Regions from separate parts of the Siniperca chuatsi genome. Here region 1 is linked to region 2. A link is a contact called in public Hi-C data. All regions are on one chromosome and are shown on one strand. The core of a region is the stretch at or near the end of the contact, and the rest is flanking DNA. Distances in the headings are between cores, read along the strand shown.

Region 1 (5,137 bases), core at 2,260-4,759, 300 kb after region 2:
AGCTGGTGTCCATGTCCTCTTCCAGGTGAGCCATTGTAATGAAACAGTGTTTTAAGGCTTGTCCAGGTGTGAATCTCTTCTCAGATTCCAGATGCAGCATCCTTTTCAGGAGGTGTAAAAATGCCATTCTGTCTTTATATTCAACATCGTCATCTTCCTCGGAGAAGCTATCCACTGCTTCTTCCAAATTTCCGACAATGTCAAAAACCCACTCTGAAATTTGGGGCTCAGCACCGGTTGCCTCCTCGTACTCCTCTGCTGTCCTTAGTCTCCATCCTGGATTGGTGGAGCCCTCGTCCCTGCTGAAATACTGCCAGGTGTTCTTCCCAGCACTCAGCAGGTGGTCTCCCGGCTGACCGAGCAGATGGCAAATAGCTTTCATGGTGTGGTGTGAACATTTTCCAGGGAAGAGGTTGCTGCCAAAATAGAGGTATGCCATGACACATCCCAGTCCCCACATGTCGATGGCTTCAGATATGGGGAGGCCCAAGGTCACCTCGGGAGCCCTGTATGCACGAGTTTGCACGTTCATTCCAATATATATTTTGGATGCTGGAAGGGCCAAACCAAAGTCGATTAATTTCACCCTGAAGGGCTGATCCTGGTGGTTGACAAGCATGATGTTGTCAGGTTTCAGGTCTGTGTGAACGATCCCGATACCTTTCAGGGCTTCTAATGCTACAAGTAGCTGATGTGTGATGGGGCGGATTTCATTGAGAGTCAGTTGCATCTCTCTCTCCTTCATCAGGTCCCAAAGGCTCCTGTCCAGCATCTCAAAGGCGAGGCAAGGCAGGTCTTGGAACATGAAACTGTCTATGAATCTCACCAAGTTCTTCTTCTCTGGGTCAAGGGCCCTGAGTTCTTCCAGCATTCCCACTTCTCTTTGAAGGCTGTGATATTCACTTTTTTTGTGGATCTTGATGGCCGTAGTCTCGGATGTTTTTAAGTTCACACACTTGGCGACTTTGCCAAAATGTCCTTCTCCATTAAAATCCAATACAAGGTAGCGTACAGACTTGTTGGAGAGTATGTCATGCTTTTGTACCTGAAATGGTACAGGTGCTATCTCCTTGTTCTTTTCATTTTCCTTATCTGTGGTTGTAATTGGGGAAGACATTTTTGCAGTCAAATGTTTCCAAATACTATCTAAGTTGAGTAGGTATACAGAAGATTGAACTGTGTTCTTACTCTGAAGGTAACCAGAAGGTAACTGACCAGATTTTGTCTACAAGCCTTTATCTATAGAGTTGTCTTTGTGACATCATTCTGACACATTTACATTCTAACGTCAAAGCCAAAACAGAATTCTAAAAATTCTAAATGTGTTTTTTTCAAATTCTAATGGCTTGAAAATCATGACTCTCAAAAAACTGTGACATTCTCAAAAACAAAGTTCATTGTCTTACAAGAGTATATGCATTTCTTCACACATAATTCAAATGTGAAAGTACAAATACAGTTGAGCCAGTGATACATTGAGTTTGTCTTGGTGATCAACATGAATTACACCGTTTGTGCTTGTTAGTATTATAATGTATGCTCAAAAAAAAAGCATGAAAATCCAGCAAACATACAAAAAAAGCTGTTAAGATTAAGCTCATTGACAACCTAGCACAACTAATATAGATGGAATTTGTGACTGGGATAAAGTCTGGCTCATGTATTTGTGACTAAGTGCCTTAAAGATCTATATTTATAAATATTTATATTATATTTCAGTATCTCCATTCATGTGTGTATACAGCAGTGTGTTTGAATGTATGTACATGTGTATGTTGCTCTTTGTTGGTAAATTTTTGTAGGTCAGTGTTTGTTTTCAGATGCTGAGCCTGTGTGTATTTCTTCTTCACTCTGCATGTGTTTGTTCTTTGCATAAGGCAGCTTTCCCAACGTTAATTTATTTTCAGGCTTATTTGTCCACTGCGAATGTAATCTGTTTATTTATTAGTGCTGCCACCGCAAATGTGCAGCACAAATGTGTGTTTGTGTGTGTGTGTGTGGTGCTTAATGTGCATATCAGTATGAGCATATATGATGTGTGTGAGAGAGAGAGACAGAGTGCTTGGAATAAAGTTAGAATACTGAATAGCGTAATTTAAAGCTAAAGAAAAGGAAACAAAGATATCAGTAATGGGAAAGTTAGAGAACAAGTTTACAACAGGAATTCATTATATCATATATTTATGTGTGTGTATGCATGTGTATGTGTGTGTATGCTTATCTGCTGGTGTGACACTGGTGGAGTGTATATGTGCATGTTTGCATCTTTCTGCACAGAGTGTGTGTGTCAAGGAGGTAATTAATAGAAGGCCGCATATAGTCTCTTTCCCCTGGGCCCCCTGTCTGAATTCATTACTGTCAAGTGTGCAGTGTATGTGCTCTGGAGTTTTTCGAGTGTGTCCATGTAAAGCTTGTATAATTTATATACAGGCTTCCCATACTTTGTGATGTCCCAGTTTTATGCTCGTTCCTGCACACCTCAATTTTCAGGGAAGCACAGAGAAAAAAAAAAATCTGTATAGTGGAAGTTAAATATTCAAGGGAAATAACCAGAGAATATATATATAGTTTTCGACATTAGAAGACATCCATCTTTTCAAGTCAATTAAAATCTGACATAAATGCACTCAACTGATGCTGGACCAGGAGACAAGGAGAAATGCAGAAAAACAGTGAGCAAGTGTGTGTAAGGTAATGAGTGTGTGAGAGAGAACGAAAAGAGAGACTGCTATTGTCATTATATTCCTGCGTAGCCCAGACTATGTGGTAGTCATGGGAACAACAACATTCTTTCCTAGCAGAAAAGTAGAGGACCAATCAGGCTTGGTATTACAGGAAGAAAACTACTGAGTGGGCTGAAATGGGAGCAGAACCACTGATATTTGTTACTCTCATTAGACAGTCCCAGTAGTACGATGGCAGCCGCACTGGAGGATAATTTTGCTCACCAGTTAAACATGCATACACTTTAAACCACCCTGTAAAACCTCTTTTTTGTATTGTTATGAGGTCTTGTTCAACTACAATGTCTGAGTCCTGGTTGAGATGAAGCAGTCTAAACTCCCTTTCAGGTACACAAGTCCAGCTCATGAGTAACAGAGGGTCTAGTTGTCTTTGTGAGTTCCCTCATTCAGCTCCCTCTCCACAAAGCAGATGGTGTGTTATGTGATCGAGCAGAAACCTAATATTGAGCTCTCTCTCATCAGTGGATGGACTCCACACTTATCTCTCTGACTCTGTGATTATGCAGTATTCTTTAGGAAAGGTGAACAGCTCCACGCCTCATACGTTCATCAAGTTTCTGCTCGATCACATAACACAGCATTTGTTAGCCGGGTTCCAGGCTGTAGAGCTGGATTCACTGTAGCGTTGAGTGCACATCATTCTCCATCTGCTGTTTGATTTTACAGGCTGGGCTACTATGGTAACTACCGGGCTATCTCATGCAACAGATAGCTGAGATGGGCCCTATAAAGCAAATTTGCATAGAAAAATGGACACACACAGTGGACTTACTGCCTACATCCAGCCTGGCGTTGCATGTCGACATGCCAGCTTCATTGATGGCAGAGAGAGTGTACCATCCAGCATCAGACTTCATTAACCTCTCTATCAACAAGCACTGCCGGCCTGAACCATCCTGATACAGGCTGTGGAGGAACAAAGAGAGAGATTCAAATGTTTATTTCATCACTAAGTAGTATATGAAGTCCAATATTCACTCACCAGGGAAATATCTGGCTCTTTAGCTGTTAAATGCTCCACTATGTTCCAGTCGCTAACTGTGTCGGTCTGTCATTTGGTGCTGGGCAGGTAGTGCACAGTGGGTATTTAGAGCTATTTTCCCCACTGAAAACAGCTGCCTGATGTGGCCGAAAAAGTTGCTGATGATAGTGGCAAGAGTGAATCAAACAGTAAAGAAGCAGGCCGTAAAACCAATACAATGACCCAAACTGGCTGTAAAGCTCTGTACAGCTGACTCTATGGGTTCATTACTCTAAGCGACCCCTTTTTTTCTGGCATTTTTTCTGAAAGTGAAGAGGCAAACAGGAAACAAAGGGAGAGAGAGAGATGGGTATAACATGCAACAAGGGTCCATATGGTATAACATGCAACAAGGCCCACAGCCTTGAACAGGAATTGAACAGTGGATGTGTGGTTATGTGGCATGCGCTGTAACCATTCGGCTACCTGGGCTCTACAAGTGACACATACAAGTAGTGATGTGATCCATTGACAATATCAAAATATTTATTGTAGGTGTTTTAAGGAACCCCAATTTGGGAACCACTGCTTTAGCTAGTTGGTTCTTCTACCAGAGTGGCAATCTTAAATACATTCCTTTGATCCCATTTCTAGAGGTAGTATACTCATCATACTTCTCTTGAGTAAACATGAATAAGATTCAACAACAGGACTGAAGCAGAAAACAAAATGTGCTTTGTAAAATACTTGATAGGTTAGCATCATCTATTCAGTTTGATGTGCAGTAGTGGAGGGCAGTAAGGAGGAGTTTGGGTGTAATAAAGTACTTTAGTTGACCCACCTCATTCTGTTTGGGTCAATGCGCAGCATGTCTTTATCTTTCTTCCAGAAGAGCTGTGGAGGAGGGGAGGCGTCCACTTTACACTCTAACCTAACAGTATCGCCCTCTAGAGCTCTGGAGTTCAACATCTTCTGGACAAAGGTGGGAGGACGGAGAACCTCCTGGGCTGCACAGAGGAAGAAGAGGTTGCACAGCACAGGTGATTAAAATTGGTCCCACCCTGAAGAAGGCTGGTATAGATTTACTAAATCAATCATGATCATTGTTAAGCTGCACTATGATGAATTTCTATAAGACATTTTTACCTAATACATCGAGCTTCATGGTAAATCTGCTCTCCCCTGCTCGGTTCCTGGCCACACACTCATACACGCCGGCATGGTGCACTGTGACAATCTCTATGATGAATGAGTGCATCCCTTTTTCACACACCAGCATCTTATGGTAGTCGTCTGGACGAATGGCTTTACCGTCCAGGTACCAGCAGACGTCTGGTGTAGGGAGGCCTCCGACCTGGATTGAGAAAAGAGAGAAGTTGCAATTTTACTCCCCCTTTATTTACCTTTGCATGAAGACACCATTTTTGTATTT
Region 2 (5,074 bases), core at 568-3,067:
GGCTGGACACACCACTGTAGTCTTGATCTCTGCAAAACAGAAAAACACGGGCTACCTAACTTCCCCCTAGCTGGCCTAAGTGGCTGCTGGATTCACAATACCTTGAGTCAGTTTATTTTTTTCTGACCGTACCATTGAGGTGAGGGGGAGCCTGTAAGCGATATGTGCTGTAGATGTCGTTCCTCATCTCCAGCTTCAGCCTGGAACCACTGAAGAGCTCAGCCAGGGAGTCCTCTCTGATGGGAGTCTTCTCCAGGACAACCACAGCCTCCTGATCGGCAAGCTGGTGATGACATGTTCAACAGTATCATTCCTGCCTGTGCTGATAAGGAGACTGGTTACCAAAAAATAAACGCACAACAGTCCTTTCATAAGCATATTGTTGTCATACTAATTTCAATACAATATATAGCTTTACAATAAAGCACGATTACGCAGACTATTATTTTGAAATATCGAACCGGAAGTCAATGTTAGTTACATCTTTCCCTCACAAAACTACTCACACCACTTTGAATGAATGTAACAATAAAAACATTTCCCTCTAACGTTACAAATAATTGCTCTCAACTTCCCAACCAGTGGTAGAGTTAGCTAAACAGCTCAGTTAAGTTTACCTAGCTAACTTCATAACAACCTTACCTTTCCACGGATGAAGATGATTTTCTCCCGGGCAGAATCACTCAAGACGCTGGATGTTTTAAACCCAGACAGAATATTTTCAGATTCAGATTCCTTTGCATCTTCTCCTCGACCATTCTCATTGTCAGCTTTCGCCCTCTTGGCTTTCTGAGATAATTCATCAGTTCCAATACTATCAGTTTCACGTTTGGCCGCGGTGTCGGTGTCTGCCATGTTTGGTGTTGCTGCTTTTGTGGCCAAAGATCGTCTATGTTTAAGGCGATATCTTACCCAACAACCGCCGCAAATCCTCTCAGCAAACGTGGACCTGGAGCCTCGTGCATGGCATGCACTCTCCTCTTGCCGTGTAGTAAAGTGTCTAAAGACTCGGGAAGTAGGCTATTTCCCCCATTGTAAAATAATTTTAAAAAATGAATTTCAATGATAATCACAATATTCTTCAATACAGAGACATAGGCGTCTCTGAGAATCTACCAATAGAATAAATCTTTCAGCTGTGGTTCTGAGAGCTCAGTATTGTTTAGTCTGTGTTTAGTTCTTAAACTTTTTGTCCCTTTAATAAACTTTGTGTAATTTGGGAGAATTTAAATCAACTGGAATTTATATTATTACAATTGCGAAAGTCAACTTGGTGCAGAGTGAGACCTCGCTTCATCTACCATCGCTCAGCTACAGCAATGTCAAGTTATATAAAAATAAACCATACAGCCTCCGTTAAAGTCTTTCCAAAGAAAAGCCAAATAGTCTGTACTATAACCATAGATTATAACTCATTCATAGGTGGCCTATTTACTCCTTAGTAGCCGGTGCAGAAATAATTTCAAATCTCTGCAATAATAGCGTGAGGTGCTTTTGTCTATGGCATTTTATGTCATTGTTTTGACGTATTCTATAAATTAAACTACGTGGAAGCTACAAGCTAAATTAACAACAATGGCAGAGATATAGTACATAGATACGTATACTGTAGATACCGTTTCTTTTCTATCTTTTTTTCTCTACTATATTATGATTATATTGTAAGTTAATTTCAGTGTCCATACAATGCTTTGAGAATACTATTAGTATATAGTAGTATTAGTACTATACTAGACTAGACTATTAGTAGCACTCGGGGGCGGGGCCACCGCGGAGTGGACCAATGAAACAATTTCACTCGGCCAACGCGATAATCAGGAAGTTCTTTAAAGAGCAGAACTACACGATTATCTGTTGTGATGCCGGACTGCGGGAAGACGGCTGACACTGTAGAGGAGATGCGAGCTTAACTTTTAAGTAAACTTTCTCGGAAGGATATCGTGTCATTAGTGTTCCCCACCAAACCAAAATGTACATATGTGTCCGAATATGGCTTCTCCTCCTTGTTCTTCACGCACAGGCTCTTGCTGTTGTCGCAAGAAAAGGTAACGTTAAAGTTTGTAACGTACTTAGCAAATATTGAATAGATAGCTAGCAAAACTTGTGAAAATGTCATATGTGAAGTCTACACTGGCATTATAATAAAGAGACTGGTTGTGCTATTATCTTTTTGGCTTGTAGATTTGTTTGACGGGTTTGTGTTAAGCTGTCCGTTTGAACAGTAAATCTCAGAAACTAGCTGACATTAGCGGTTAATGAGCGCTTATTATGTTGAATTAGTGGCTGTAGCTAGAGTAAACTGACGTTAATTTAATTTACTCATTGAATGGTCCTTTGTAGGTTTTGCTTGCAGGCTAATTGTAATGAAATTATATGGTATTAGTTGACGTGAACCCTGCTAGTTTCAGTTCAACTTTTATCTGTGGTATTTATGTTCTCCAGTGTCTCTCTAACTTTCACTTAGTACACACTGTACTTGTTGCTGTAGTTACGTTTTTAACAACACCTTGTTTTTGTTTACTAGGCTGATTTTACCCCCACCTGCTATTAAGCTTTCCTTAGCAGCAATCTGGAAACTATACCTAAACTCATTACTTGTAGGTTAATTTAAAAGCCGTAAAGCAGTGAAAACGAGAATTAACTGTAACTGTCTTATTTGCTTTCAGCGAGGAGAAATGTCCTTTTCATCATGGCAGATGATTTGCGGACATCATTGGGCTGCTACAGAGACTCTGTGGTAAAATCGCCAAACATTGACCAACTGGCATCCAAAAGCCAAGTTTTTGTCAATGCATATGCCCAGGTCAGTTGGAGTTGTATATGTTTATTGTCTGAAACTGTCAAAGCAGTTCAGTCAATTGGGACGGGAGACAAATTGGATCGTATAACCTCATCGAAATGTTTGAAAGTGTATTTTCCTCTCACAGCAAGCTGTGTGTGCTCCCAGTCGCACGTCCATGTTAACTAGTCGCAGACCAGACACCACCAGGCTCTATGACTTCAAGTCCTACTGGAGAGTCCATTCTGGAAACTACTCTACTCTGCCTCAGTACTTTAAATCTAGAGGGTACTTTACCATGTCTGTGGGCAAGGTATTTCATCCAGGTAAGATTAATAATATATATTTAATAAAAATCAAAATTGAGGGCTAAAACACAATTTTCACAAGCAGGGTATGCTGGCACAGCAGCAACCTTAATGGTGAATGGTTACCTCTGAAACTGCAGTAAGAACTACAGATTTCTCACTAGTTAATGATGAGCCTGAGCTGCTTTTTTTTTTTTTTTTTTTGAGAAGAACCCAATCTCCATGAATTTGTTGTTTACTTGTCTTGCCATTCTATCCAATTGTATAGTAGTAACAATGGCTGTGTTGTATTTTCTTTCCTTAGGTATTGCCTCTAACCACACTGACGACTACCCCTACAGCTGGTCCATCCCTGCCTACCACCCAGCTTCGTTTAGATATGAGAAAGAAAAGGTATGAATAGGAAAGAGTATGCCTTACACACTTACAGTATTAAGTCAGTTTTGTGTCAGTTTATACAAATTAAAAGGCTAGTGTAGCTTGGAGTGATGGCACACCCCTCCTCACCCCTCTGCGGTACAAAGCGGTGACCATTGAATCTTGTGGTACAATTCTGCCTCGTAGTTCTGCAGTGTGTCATTGGCTGTTTTTCTCATTCCTGTTCACTTCCAATTTCAGAAAACCTTTTAGACAATTTGGGCAAAAAGTCGCTTTATAGTGTTTTTTTTTTTTGTTTTTTTTTGTCATGGGCTTTATAGACACAAACTCAAGATTTAGTTGTTTGTAAGATGCAAAATGGCCTTTCTCCTGAGCTTCTTAAGGGCTCTGATCCTTTTAATGGTCATAATAAAACTCCAGCACTATCATCAGGCTTAAGCTGTTATTTTCCTATGGAGAACGTAATGATGCCGAACCTTTCCGCAGCACTACTTTGGGTGTTGTGCCTGTTACACCTTGCTGCTGTACTCAAGTTACAAATGATCTCAATATTACTCCTGTTCACTGCAGACCTTTTTTAGAAGCAAAGAAGTCCAGTCAGATTACAGCTTAAACAGTTTTAAATGTCTTGCTTCATAAAAGACTTTGCAAGAATTCTTAAATTCTCAATAAAAATAATGAAGCATGCTTTTATTTTTAGAACAGTTTACATATTTTTTAACAAAGAAAACAGTAAGGTCACATCAAGGCCAGGTCAGTATGTCACAGGGTTGACACATAGTGACATAACCATTCACGCTCACACCTAAAGACAATTTAGAGTCATATCACCTGCATATCTTTAGACTGTGGGAGGAAACCAGAGCACCTGGAGAAAACCCACGCAGGCACCGGGAGAACATGCAAACTCATATCAGAAAGAGGCCCAGAACCTTCTTGCTGTGAGGTGACAGTGCTAACCACTGCACCACTGTGCCTCTCTAACTTAAGTCATTCTCTACCACATGTCCTACCTGGACATATGGCAGAGAATACTGTGTGTGTGTACTGTGTGTATGTCTGATTCTAATTTTTGTAATCAAGGTAGATCAGTCTGCTTTCTGAAGAAAGAAATCACTGCCCCTTTCACTCAGCAGGAGAATTTGCAGATCCTCTGAAACAGATTCTCATGCCGGGCTCCATCAGGGTCAATGTTGACATCGTCCAGATCAACAGGTGTAATGGCAGCTGCAGCACCATCGTTTGGATAAGTGGTGGCTGCAGCTTTGTCGGCTGCAGCTTTGTTGGCTGAGCCAGCGCCAGCTGAAGCTCCACCAGTGGAGCCAACGGCAGCTGAAGCTCTGTCATCATAGGTAACACTGGCAATAGGCAAACAAGCAGTGTCTGAATTGTCATAACCGGAAGTAGCAGCAGCAGCAGCGCCTGACTCTTCATGGGAGTAGCAGTGTTTCTGACTACATCATGTAAGTCAGTGGCCGCTGAAGGGCCGTCATCATAGAAGTAACCGCTGATGTCTCCGTTATTAATTCCAATAACGGAGACATCAGCGGAGCTAGAACAGTGTCTGACTCAGAGTCTTCTGGATGTTAGGTGACCGCAGACCTGTCAA

What was found. Hi-C and Micro-C count contacts between places; a contact is called where the count stands out from the background.
Region 1: a contact with region 2 is called in a Hi-C map of liver, with 20 times the contacts expected there. The contact joins the promoter of LOC122880143 here to the promoter of ids in region 2. A contact is called at or near these places in 3 of 3 Hi-C or Micro-C datasets (liver, skeletal muscle and an unstated tissue).

What each region holds. Positions count from the first base shown.
Region 1 is chrLG8:23,841,054-23,846,190 of ASM2008510v1, forward strand. LOC122880143 (homeodomain-interacting protein kinase 1-like) reads right to left here and starts at 3,510. Exons shown (of 1, transcript XM_044204964.1): 1 at 1-3,510. The coding sequence starts at 1,117. myot (palladin) reads right to left here. Exons shown (of 19, transcript XM_044204963.1): 16 at 4,852-5,059; 17 at 4,547-4,712; 18 at 3,517-3,650.
Region 2 is chrLG8:23,538,557-23,543,630 of ASM2008510v1, forward strand. ids (iduronate 2-sulfatase) reads left to right here and starts at 1,818. Exons shown (of 13, transcript XM_044204343.1): 1 at 1,818-2,045; 2 at 2,667-2,803; 3 at 2,928-3,105; 4 at 3,392-3,480. The coding sequence starts at 1,970. It overlaps dcps (m7GpppX diphosphatase), which reads right to left and starts at 1,000. Exons shown (of 6, transcript XM_044204346.1): 1 at 643-1,000; 2 at 133-283; 3 at 1-29. The coding sequence starts at 855.